Regions from separate parts of the Xenopus laevis genome. Here region 1 is linked to region 2. A link is a contact called in public Hi-C data. All regions are on one chromosome and are shown on one strand. Each heading gives the region's core, a stretch centred on a gene start, on an enhancer-like site or on the middle of the called end of the contact. The rest is flanking DNA. Distances are from core to core; before and after follow the strand shown.

The links. Hi-C and Micro-C count contacts between places; a contact is called where the count stands out from the background.
Region 1: a contact with region 2 is called in a Hi-C map of the XTC cell line, with 2.2 times the contacts expected there. The contact joins two enhancer-like sites. A contact is called at or near these places in 2 of 4 Hi-C or Micro-C datasets (the XL177 cell line and the XTC cell line).

What each region holds. Positions count from the first base shown.
Region 1 is chr7L:91,850,983-91,856,877 of Xenopus_laevis_v10.1, forward strand. No RefSeq gene overlaps it. Among protein-coding and RNA genes, the nearest start is that of LOC494667, 31 kb to the left of the region's middle. Within about 2 kb of position 2,644, at least 4 of the 7 cell types and tissues checked have an H3K27ac peak or open chromatin away from gene starts, as enhancers often do.
Region 2 is chr7L:91,766,179-91,771,449 of Xenopus_laevis_v10.1, forward strand. No RefSeq gene overlaps it. Among protein-coding and RNA genes, the nearest start is that of LOC108696531, 22 kb to the left of the region's middle. Within about 2 kb of position 1,638, at least 1 of the 7 cell types and tissues checked has an H3K27ac peak or open chromatin away from gene starts, as enhancers often do.

The sequences.
Region 1 (5,895 bases), core at 1,394-3,893, 86 kb after region 2:
CCATGAGGTTCCTAGGAACACCACCCCAAGGGCATCCCCAAACTTATTATTATGCATTAGTCATATTTATCCCCACCCCCTCCATATCCAAACAGCAGCTGCTTCTGGTGATGGTCTCTACTTAAAACCAAGGAGAGCAGAGAACAACCAGCTCTTTGACAAAAGCCACATGACTACATTTCTTCTGTAGGAACTTGCACATAAATCAGTTTATATTATAGCTCTCGCACTAAAGTCACCAGCATATCTTGCCAGTATTGCAAACTTCTCTATAACTGGTCCAAGTACACTGAGCTGTGCCAAGTATCTTGACCTCCGCACACCAACTGGGTTACTTAGAAAGGGGGCAGGTGGTACCCATGGTGCTTGCCCAGAAGGATCATCCCTTCAGCCTAAACGATAACTGAATAAGCCCAAATCAGATACTGATTGAGAAGGTAATCATGTAAAGAAACTTCCAGTTAACCTCTGGACACCCAGCAGCCAATTAAAATACTTCACGCATACATAGCTCCTGGGCGAAACGAATGTACCTCTATAGTCACAAGACTGCGATACATCCGACAAAACAAAATCATCCTAACAGCATATACTTAGAATTTAGGAGCAAAATGTTCAAGTAACAGCATGCAAATTGGAAAGCAGACTTGAATTATCACTTTAAAAAGCAAGCAATTTCCTTTTTTATTGGCCTAACTACAAATAGACAAAAGGGGTTAGGAAACACACTGCCCACTATTTAAATGCTTATTAAATCTCTTGCATTTTATAGCCAAGCTTACTCCATCCATAAGCAGTTGGGGGAAAAGCTAGCCAAAGAATTTCAGCACAACGACTTTTTATTGGGCCAGAATAAGCACTCAAAAACAAGACTGTTCCAATTGGCAAGAAATTATCTGTTAGCATAGTGAACAATCTAGAACCGCTCTACACATCAACAGATCTGGACTAAGGATATTGATTTAGCTTTTATAAATGTCAAATACCAATGGTTATGGTAGAAAACACACACACACAGCTGGCTATGAGCAATGATTTATGGACAAATCCAACCAGCTTAAACAGCGATGACTCAACAGATATCAACAGTCTTCCTTTATTTAGAGGTGTAGGGTAATGGGATAACTGCTAGAGGTTCAGCAATTTCAAGTCAACCATGTTGGTTTCCCAGCAAAGCCTCTGGGGGTGGGGGTTACCATACCAGAAGGCAGTCCTCAGTGTAGGGGATAAGTAATCTGTGCAACTCAAGATGACGCAAGACTACAAATCCCAGCATTCTTCTGTAGTTCTTTATCACCTGCTGCACCAAGACGACGTTTCTGTGCACTAGTAACTATGCATCACAAGTCTCATTGCAGATTACTCTAAATACTATTTATCATATCCGTTTGTATGCCCTTTGCAAAGGAAACCCATTACACTGCTCGGTCAATAAGAGAAGCCACATTATGCAACGGCTGAAAAGCTGGTCTTACAAAAGGTTTTCTAAATGCATAGAAAGTGGGGAGGGGAGTGTGTGATTGCAACGGAGAGCATGCTCTGAGTAAACATTACAGCCTCCCAGCAATACTGTTCCACATGAAAGGCATTCCAAGGGACACTCCTGCACTTGGGCCATTAGGGAAAGGCTAAGGGAGGACAGGAAGGCACCCAGCAGACTCAAGTCCAAATCTGGGATAGCTGTGCACACATTGAGGCTGGTATGGACACATTTTTGGCTAAGAAACTGCCCAGTGTGCACATTCCCAGCAGGTAAGGAACCCAAACAGAGACGTTATCCATATCCCAAGGAAATGGAAAGCGGCAGGAGGAACTGAATTTACAATTTAACTGCCAACTATGGTGGCTTGATAGATTATACAATTTAGTGCTAACGACTCCAATGTATTTGAGAAATACAAGCCCACAGCAAGTCAAGTCCAAAAGCAAGATGGATGGACTAAACTGTATGTTCTCTTGTAATCACATACAGTCACTCAAGTAGGAGAGTCACATGGGGCTTAGAAATAAAATCACAGTAATTAAAAAAAGTCAAGCTGAAGCTCTCCAGCTCTTGCAGAACCAGAACTCCCATCATGTAACAACTGGGGATGTAGGAAGTTGTAGTTTATGTACAGTTGGAGAGCCACAGCTTTAACAAGCAACAACATCCCAAATGCAATCCCTGGACAGAGAAACGAATGAAGGAGGAGAGGGGGCTCACCACTTGCCTGCGAGCCGAGCTGCGTCCAACCTGAGAAGTCCAGATAAGTCCGGGAGCTGCGGCCCGCTCCTCGCTGCTCCCCATGGAGGGAGACCCCGGCACTGGGGGAGGAGGGAATAGGCAAAACACAGACGATCCCAGCAGATTGCGTGGCCGATCACAAAAGCCCTAAAGAGGGGCGCCGAGGGTTAATCCACATGGAGCGATCGGAGGGGAGCAAACAGATGCACGTGCTGAACAAAAGGCTCCCCCCCTCCTATGTTTATGGAGGATCCCGGGACCTCGGTGCCACTGCTGCCCTTCCGCCTCTTGTCCCCACATGCACGCTGCTGCCCTGCTCCCTCCTCCTTCTCAGCTGTTCAGCAGACACTTCCACATGCCTGATCCAGACTCACCAGTACACCAGACAGCAGCAGCCAGGGGGAGGGGGAGAGCCCTCCTTCTCTTCTAAACTGAGACAACAGGCAGAGCAGGCAGGAAGAGCCGGAGTGGATCTGGCTCGGGTGCCCCCTCCCTCTCGGAGATGGTAGCTCCCGCTCTAAAGCGTGTGCCCAGCTAAAGTGAGGCATCTGCCGGCACAAGGAGAGAACCGGACGTAGAGTGAGTGGAGATTTCAGTCCAAGCCTAGGATGGCGCCAGAGAGGAGTTAGGGACAAGCCACTGAATCTCCAGCGTCAAACACCCCTCATTTGTGTTTGAGACATGCGGTCCAAGCACTTCAGGCTCTGTACCACTCAGATTTTGCAGCCAATGCAGCAGTCTGTACTACCAGCAATAAGCCTCATCACACATGTCTCAGTGCACTTGTACCAGACAACTATTCTGCTCTGCACTAAACTATTTTTAAGTTTTCCCTCATTTTTCACTGTTTATTTGTGGTCCCTCCACTATACAATGCATAATTAGTTTTCCTGATTTTACATTATTTTTTTCTGGTCCCTGGAAAAACATAAAATGGGGGTTTTACTGTATATGTTTAAATGCAGTCAAAGGACCCAACAGTGCCGGGCCAAGCCAGCAGAGAACTCTGGGCAACCTGGCCAACTATGTTGCCTCCCTCCTCCTGTGCACTTGTTTATATGTGAGGGAACATGGGTGGAGAGAGCAATTGCACGCCGACCATCACAAACGATGTTACTATGGTGGGGGACACAAGGGCCCAACCTAGGGGAAGGTGCACTAGGCACACACCTCTTCTGCTGTGGACCCTGACCTGCGATAGCTCTGTATCCCCAGCAGCATGTATTCACCCTAAGAAACTGGTATCAAGCTGAGTGTCAAGCAGTGGCTGTGCCCCCTAGCCATGAGATCCAGTCTGTGTAACCCAAAAGTTATCAAACTGCAATCTAACTACACCTGAATCAAAGACCCCCATGTAGACCATATGTAGTCCATATGTTTCACACGTGAAATCAATCTGCACCACCCATAGCATGTAGCCTATGTATACTATTCACTCCCCATCACATGGATTCAATCTATAAAACCAGAAATATGCCACCTAAGTCAACATATCAAACATCCACAAAATGCCCTTGGTGTACCACCTACCATGGGGCCAATTTGTACGAACATGAAATATATCAACCCCACCTTATTGTACACCACCTGGTGTTCCCCTGTTTTTTGTAACCAGTATGTATCACTAAAGTTAGGCACTCTATGAATCATCACCATGACTCAGTACCAGCCTACATCACACTGAACATGCAATCCACATGTCCCAGCAACCCCAGGGAAGCAGCCTGCATCAAGCAGTACATGTACGTCAATCCCTGCTGCTAGTATTTCAAATGTATTACTTAAAGCAAGAAGTCTAAGCATCCCATTCTGAGGGCAGTATACTCGGGAATGACCAACACAGCAGTTCCATCGTGCCAGTTGGACAAACAGATTTCATTTGAATTACATCACCATTAAAAAGGGCCAAAACATGTTGTCTGGCAGATAACCTATTATCACAGAACCCAAAGAGTTGCATGTAGCAAACACTCACACCAGGCAACTGCTCTTTATCACCCAAATTATACACTGTGTCCCCAACAGCAAACAAACAACCAAACAGTGGCATTGCATGTCAAGCTATCATTTACAAAGGCAAAGAATAAGATCTGAATAAACATAACAGTTGAAGATCTATACAGGTGCTAGCAAAGTTCAGAAAACAACATTGTACATTGGCCCTACCAATTTTATATACTCACAGCTGTATACAAGTCTCACCAGCTAAATAGTCACCAGGGAATTGCACAACAGTCAAATAAATCTTAGGTTAGTAGAGGAGGACAGGCACTAAATGAAAGTGCTAAGGGGAACTGCACATGGAAATTCATTCTCTAACACCAGTGATTGACTTTTACAGTTCAAGCAACCGAGGCCCCAGGTGCTCCAAACTTTAGCTAGGACCTCCATCCTTTGGTCAGTCATCCACAGCTACAAATGAAGTCTAGGCCCCCTACAAACACATTGACAGACTCGAACTTTGGGAACTACTTACGGGGATATACAAAAAGAGACATTTTTTAATTAAAGGGCATATTAATTATGTGGTGTAAAAAACGTCAAGATAAAACACCACATAATCACCAGGCCTCGCCGTGTAAAAAACGTAATTTTTACGCATTTTTTCTTAAGAGTGACTTTCACTGGAAGCAAAATAAAATAAAAGCGGCAGATCTGGTATTCGCATGGTGTATAGTAAAACATACCTTAATAGATTTTTATATTATAGAGCTTTTTACATAGTTTTTTCTGCAAATTTAGTTTTACATGGCATAATAAATATGCCCCTAAATGTAAATGTGATTACTAGTGATGTGCAGGTCAGGAAAACCTCAACATGGCCCTAATCTGCAACATGTTGCCATTGTAGGACCCTCACCCAACTCATATCCGCATCTTCCCGCTCAGTACACTACTTCTGTGCAACTCTGGTTTCAAAAGAGGGAATCTTGGAGAGCAGTGACAATGTACTTCCCCAGTCTGACTCGCACCCAACCCTAACCTGCCAATAGCGAAATTTCAACTTGGACCCACAGGTTTCAGGTAAACCTGCACATCACTAGTGGCTACAAACTGCTAGAGTCAAATTGCATTATTTTGGCTCTGAGGCTGTTGAGGAGTAAGGCTTGTCCCACAAACTGGCCAGTTTTGTGCCCTGCCCTATCCAGTGAAACAAGGTGGTCTACTTGTAATTTACGGGCCTTGCAAGCAGTGTGTAACAAATGCCGTGAGTCTGTGTACATACTGTTTGAGTTGGAACTCAATACTGTGTGGCATGTAGGTGACAACTAAAGAAGCAATCCTTGGGGTAAAATCCTGACCACACCAGCAGGAAAGTGTTAAGGATATTTTTATGTTTCTAGATGATGCATAGCATCATGGCCCTATACGATCAGTAGGGGTAATCACATATGTCAGCATTATCTTGAAGCTAGCTCCCAGTGAACCGTGTAAGCGCAGAAGAGTACTGAACAAGAAGGGCTTGGGAAGGTCAAAAGGACTTGCCCTATCACGGTTTCCATTCTTTCTATAAAATTGACTGAACTTCTCTTCACATCTCTGTTAAAAGATGTCACTATCAGATCATATAGCAGTTATAAGCACAAGACATTCTGAAATGGCTCTCCTATATAAATGTGCCCACAAATACGGTCATCTTCTTTCCAGCTTGGTTGCTACTACATTGTTTT
Region 2 (5,271 bases), core at 388-2,887:
ACAAAACCATTATCCAGAATGTTCCAAAATATATTTTCTTTCACAATACAGTACGATAAAAAAATATTTATTCTTGTTCTCTGCAATAACACAGTACTTGGTTATTAAACAAGCATAAATTAACACTGATTAAAAAAACATCAGCATTGTTTTGCTAACGCTTAAATGTAGGTTTGATGTCAGCTGGGGCAGATTGTGAAATCCCCTGGGGCAGGGACTGATGTGAATGATGTATAATCTCTGAAAAGTGCTGTAGAATATGCTTGCTGTATACACAGCAATACATGTGTATAATTAGTATTCTGCTTTACATTATGGAAAGATTCATCTGTAAAAAATCCCAAGTATCTAGCATTCCAGATAATGTATTTCCTACCTAGAATATTTCTAAGGGTTAATATAAAAGTCAAAGGCATCAACCAGTCCAGGAACAGCCTATTGCACAGCTTTTTTTTTTCAGTTGTCGTTAGGACAAGTTCAAGAATTGTCTCTACGGGGATCATCCCGTATTCCTTTTACATCACAGCATATACAGGTATGAGACCTGTTATCCAGAATGCTCAGGGCCTGGGGTTTTCCAGATAAAAGATCATTCCGTAATTTGGATCTTCACATCTTAAAGGGATACTGTCATGGGAAAAAAAAATTTTTTCAAAATGAATCAGTTAATAGTGTTGCTCCAGCAGAACTCTGCACTGAAATCCATTTCTCAAAAGAGCAAACAGATTTTTTTTATATTCAATTTTGAATTCTGACATGGGGCTAGACATATTGTCAATTTCCCAGCTGCCCCAAGTCATGTGACTTGTGCTCTGATAAACTTCAATCACTCTTTACTGCAGTACTGCAAGTTGGAGTGATATCATCCGTCTCCCTTTCCCCCCCAGCAGCCAAACAAAAGAACAATGGGAAGGTAACCAGATAACAGCTCCCTAGAAAAGCATGTAAACATTAAATACACCCAATAGGCTGGTTTTGCTTCCTATAAGGATTAATTATATCTTAGATTGGATCAAGTACAAGATACTGTTTTATAATCACAGAGAAAAAGGAAATCATTTTTTATCATTTGGATTAAATGAAGTCTATGAAGGACGGCCATTCCGTAATTTGGACCTTTCTGGATAACGGGTTTCTGGATAACATACCTGTATATCCTTCTAAATGCAGCGAGGGGGAAACTGCTAGCACTATATGATTGCATTTTATATAAAATAGCACATTTTAAAGCTAAAGAAAAAAGTAATATAAACTATACGCATAGAATGTGATAGCATGAAGGAATATATTCTAGAATCTCCGGTAAATGATTCTTAGGCTGGACCAACAAAGAGATGGCAACCTTTCAAGCTGCTAGCTATATCTAATGAATGTTTGGTCTACCAGAGCTTTTCTAATAGAAACATGTCTTGATGGCTTATCTCGGAGGACACGCCTGGTCACAAAGGGCCAGCAGCTTGATTGAGCGCAGTAATGGAAGGCAGGGAATGAGAAGGCTTGGTTAAGGCTGCTATAATAGATCAGTGTGTTCACTCAAGTGTGAGTCCAGGCAGAAAGATGATGCTTTGGCTATTAAAACTGGCTGCTCACAGAGCAAAGCCCTTCATTGTGCCAGCACACAAAGCAAGCGGCTTGGATGTGTATTTAACGTCAGCATGGGGAAGTCAGACCTCAGGATTCGGTTCTTGCAGAACCCCCCCCCCCCCGCGCTCATCTTGTACATTACCTATTACAGAAGCTTAACGCTTATATCATAGAGTGCAAGTTTCTCATGAGGACCAGGAAATGAACTACAATTTTTTTCAATCAATTTTCTTTGCAGAACAGAACTATACTAAGTTGGAATGGATTCTTGGGTAGCCAGTGCACAAGAAATATGCTGCAAAGGTGGCTACCAAAAGAGGATAGTTTACCCTGAGTCTAGTTTAAGGGTGGTGGCAGACGGGGAGATTAGTCGCCCAGCTACTGTGGGCAACTAAACTCCCCAAAATTTCTTGTGACGCAACTTTGGGCACCTTCGGAAATCCAAAGCGATTCGTATGCCATCCCGCCTGCGTTTTGGGGAGATTACTTGCCGCAGTAGAGACAATTTGTTGCTGGGCGACAAATCTCCCCATCTGCCACCACTTTCAAACAGTGATTAATAGCTTCCCTCAATAACTCAGAACCCAACATAAGATTATAACCCCAGTTCCATCAGAGAGAGCAAAACACACAAGATCTGGATGATACAAAGTATCTTTATAAGACTGAATGCCATTAGTTCCCAGCATAATCTGTATGACAAAGGCATGTGTATATTAGGAGATCTCACAGTTAATGATTGTAAGGAAAGATAAAGGAGACAAGTAACTTTTTCAAGATGGAATTCAATATTTGTGACAAATGAAAGGTTCCAGAAAGCAATGACAAACCTATTCTCCATAAACTCCTCTCTCTGCACCTGTAATCAGTAATGAGATTGAACGAAGCACAGAATTCCCTCTGGCACTAGCACAGCCAGGTGCTTCATAAGGGCTAATAGGTTGTTTTCATTTGTGGATGCAAATTTGCCTCTGCAAAAATAGACCTGCCTCACCCTGGGGGCATATCTAAACCAACACAATGTAGCAAGTAACACACACCAGCTAGTCCCTATCATGCGTTACAGGGACGAAAGCAGAGGGACCACTGCTAATCTCTACACCCATGCAATATAGTACATTTCAGCTTCAGGTTAAAATAGGATGAAATGAAGATCTACATTTGTTTTTCAAGTAGGCTCCTGCTTTATGCAAGTTCTTGTTGCTTCGAACGCCTACCTTAGTACTCCATACTGCTATATTTATCCCAAAGCATCCACTTTCAGCCTTTTAGTGGAATCTCTCAAATCAAGCAAACATCAGAATGCACTTGAACCACCAGAAAATACCAGCTAAGGTCTGTGCTTTGCATGTCTGTATTACAAAGGTTGTCTTTTTTTGTCTGATACACCAGTTACCTGTTTTTCATAAACTATTTTTTTCTATTTAAACTTCTTTTCTTACCTTGAATGAGTTAACAGAAGAAAGCTAAAGTAAAAAACAGTGATTTTTTTCAGCTTTAAAGGCAGTGCACGGGCAGAATAGCACATTACTCTACCACATCAATGTCACTTGCTCCAAATAATTTGCACCTCCCAAACAGGACAGTTGTGCAGCAGTGTTGATAGCAGTCATCTCTAGCCAAATCGTTTGAATGCCAGTTACTGGTGGGTAGGCGTATAGTGCTGAAATGCCAACCTTCTCATCCTAGGCCAGTGCACATGCTACCTGGTTTCAGATCATCAACATCCAAGATGGCATTGCCAACACTCTATAGTTGAATTGGCATTATAGAGTACCATCAGAATGAATACTTAACCAACATAGATTTTACATCAAATTGACCTATTAAAAAATGTTACCAAACTGGGGGGGTGGGGGGACGGTGTAAAAAAAATGAAATTTTACCAGAATATAGGTAATCATGCAACATTTTGATTCTCACAGTGACATCATATCCTATTTAACATGTCCCATAACATAGAGACACCTACTTCTTACATGGTATCAAATATTTTACATACATAAATATTAGTATTAGTTCCATAGTTTCTCTCCTATCGTATTATATCCATACTATATAGGTATCGCATAATATAAGTCATTTCGTAAAATGTGTCTAATCTCATACATTAGTTCTGTCTTACTCCAAAACCATTTAAATAAACGCATAAAGATTATATTCTCTATTGAGTCCTTTTGGATGCAGCGTCTGTAGAGTATGCATCCAAAATTTCTCCCTCTTTTGGAGTTGTAGGATCCTGTTGGGGGGCAACAGACTCCAACACAAGAAATCTGAAAGAGTCAAATTCACCCATCTCTAATTATGATCTTTCCTGGAAAGATATTTTCCAGGAAAGATTGTTTCAATACACACGTGTAGAGCTGAATCGTCAGATATACAGGTAGAAACAATAGAATCTACCTGTATCTGATGTTTCAGCACTAATAATGGCCGATGTTCAGGTGCCTTCAAAGCCTCTCAATCAAAATTTTCTGCCTGGGCCGATGGACGAGCTGAGCGATATCCAAGTATTTTGCCGATATAAAAGTCTGCTCGCCTCCCCCCATCCACACACCGAATATCATACGAAAATGTGTTTCGTATGATATTATTGGTACGTCTATGGCCACCTTAACAGGAAGAAAGTTGGTAGTAAAAGGCAAGGGCTCTGTCCATTCAGTGGCTGATGTAACCTAGCATGCTGGTTTGAGTATAAGAACAAGTTGAATTGTATGAGCCAGATGGGCAGCCTAGTACTTAAAACAGCAGTTTTTTTATATTTAGGATTACCCAATGGCACATACAACTAGAACAGAATATTTTCATAAAAACGGTTTAATTAAAGCAGTTTGATGCAATATACTTTTAGAGAGACCTGCAGTGTTCAGGGGTATTGTTTCCCTTTAAATTACTTTCAACAATGCTCACTGTTTGCACAAATATGACATTTTGTTTTGAATACAAATAAAGGACTTAATTATATACGATTTTTAGGATTTTCACTCATACATAAGTTGGGGCCTTTATGGGTACATATTAGGGTTTTTTTTTCAATTGGGATGCACCAAACATTATATTTTTTTGTTTTGGTGAACCCAAATCCTGTTTGGTGTATTCAAGTAAATGTGCTCATGGAGTCCAGCCTGCTTGTGGATCTGTACTCATGGAAGCAGACACCAATAATGGATCCTATGGGTGCAGGCCTTGGGGGCAGACTAGAATCACTTAAAGGGGTGATTCACCTTTGTTAAGCACTGCTGATAATACTTTAAATAACATTCCGTCAAGCTTGTTAAAGCAGTTTTTGATTCCATTTGAGATCTACATAGCTGAAAGTGCCTGTTAAAACAAACACGAGTCTGCAAAACTTTCAAGGAGGCTTTGCTGGAAGATTTGGAGTGGGAGGAGCATATTGCTATAGTGTGGGGACATCACAGTACTGGCATTGCTTTACTCTACTCTAATTGTACTTTCCCTCCCTATTGACTATATGTATCCAGTTTACTATAAACATTTGCTCTCATACTGCTAAAACTTTGGGAATGTAAAAGTGAAATTCGGCTGCAAGGACTGTGAAACAGAGCCTGTGTAATAAACTAAAGTCCGACATCTGTGCTTACTTTTACACTTATCTGTATGTGCCCCCCCCAGCGTGTATCGCACAGGGAATCAGTCTGCTTGTTTGCTCCTGCTCTTTTACGATCG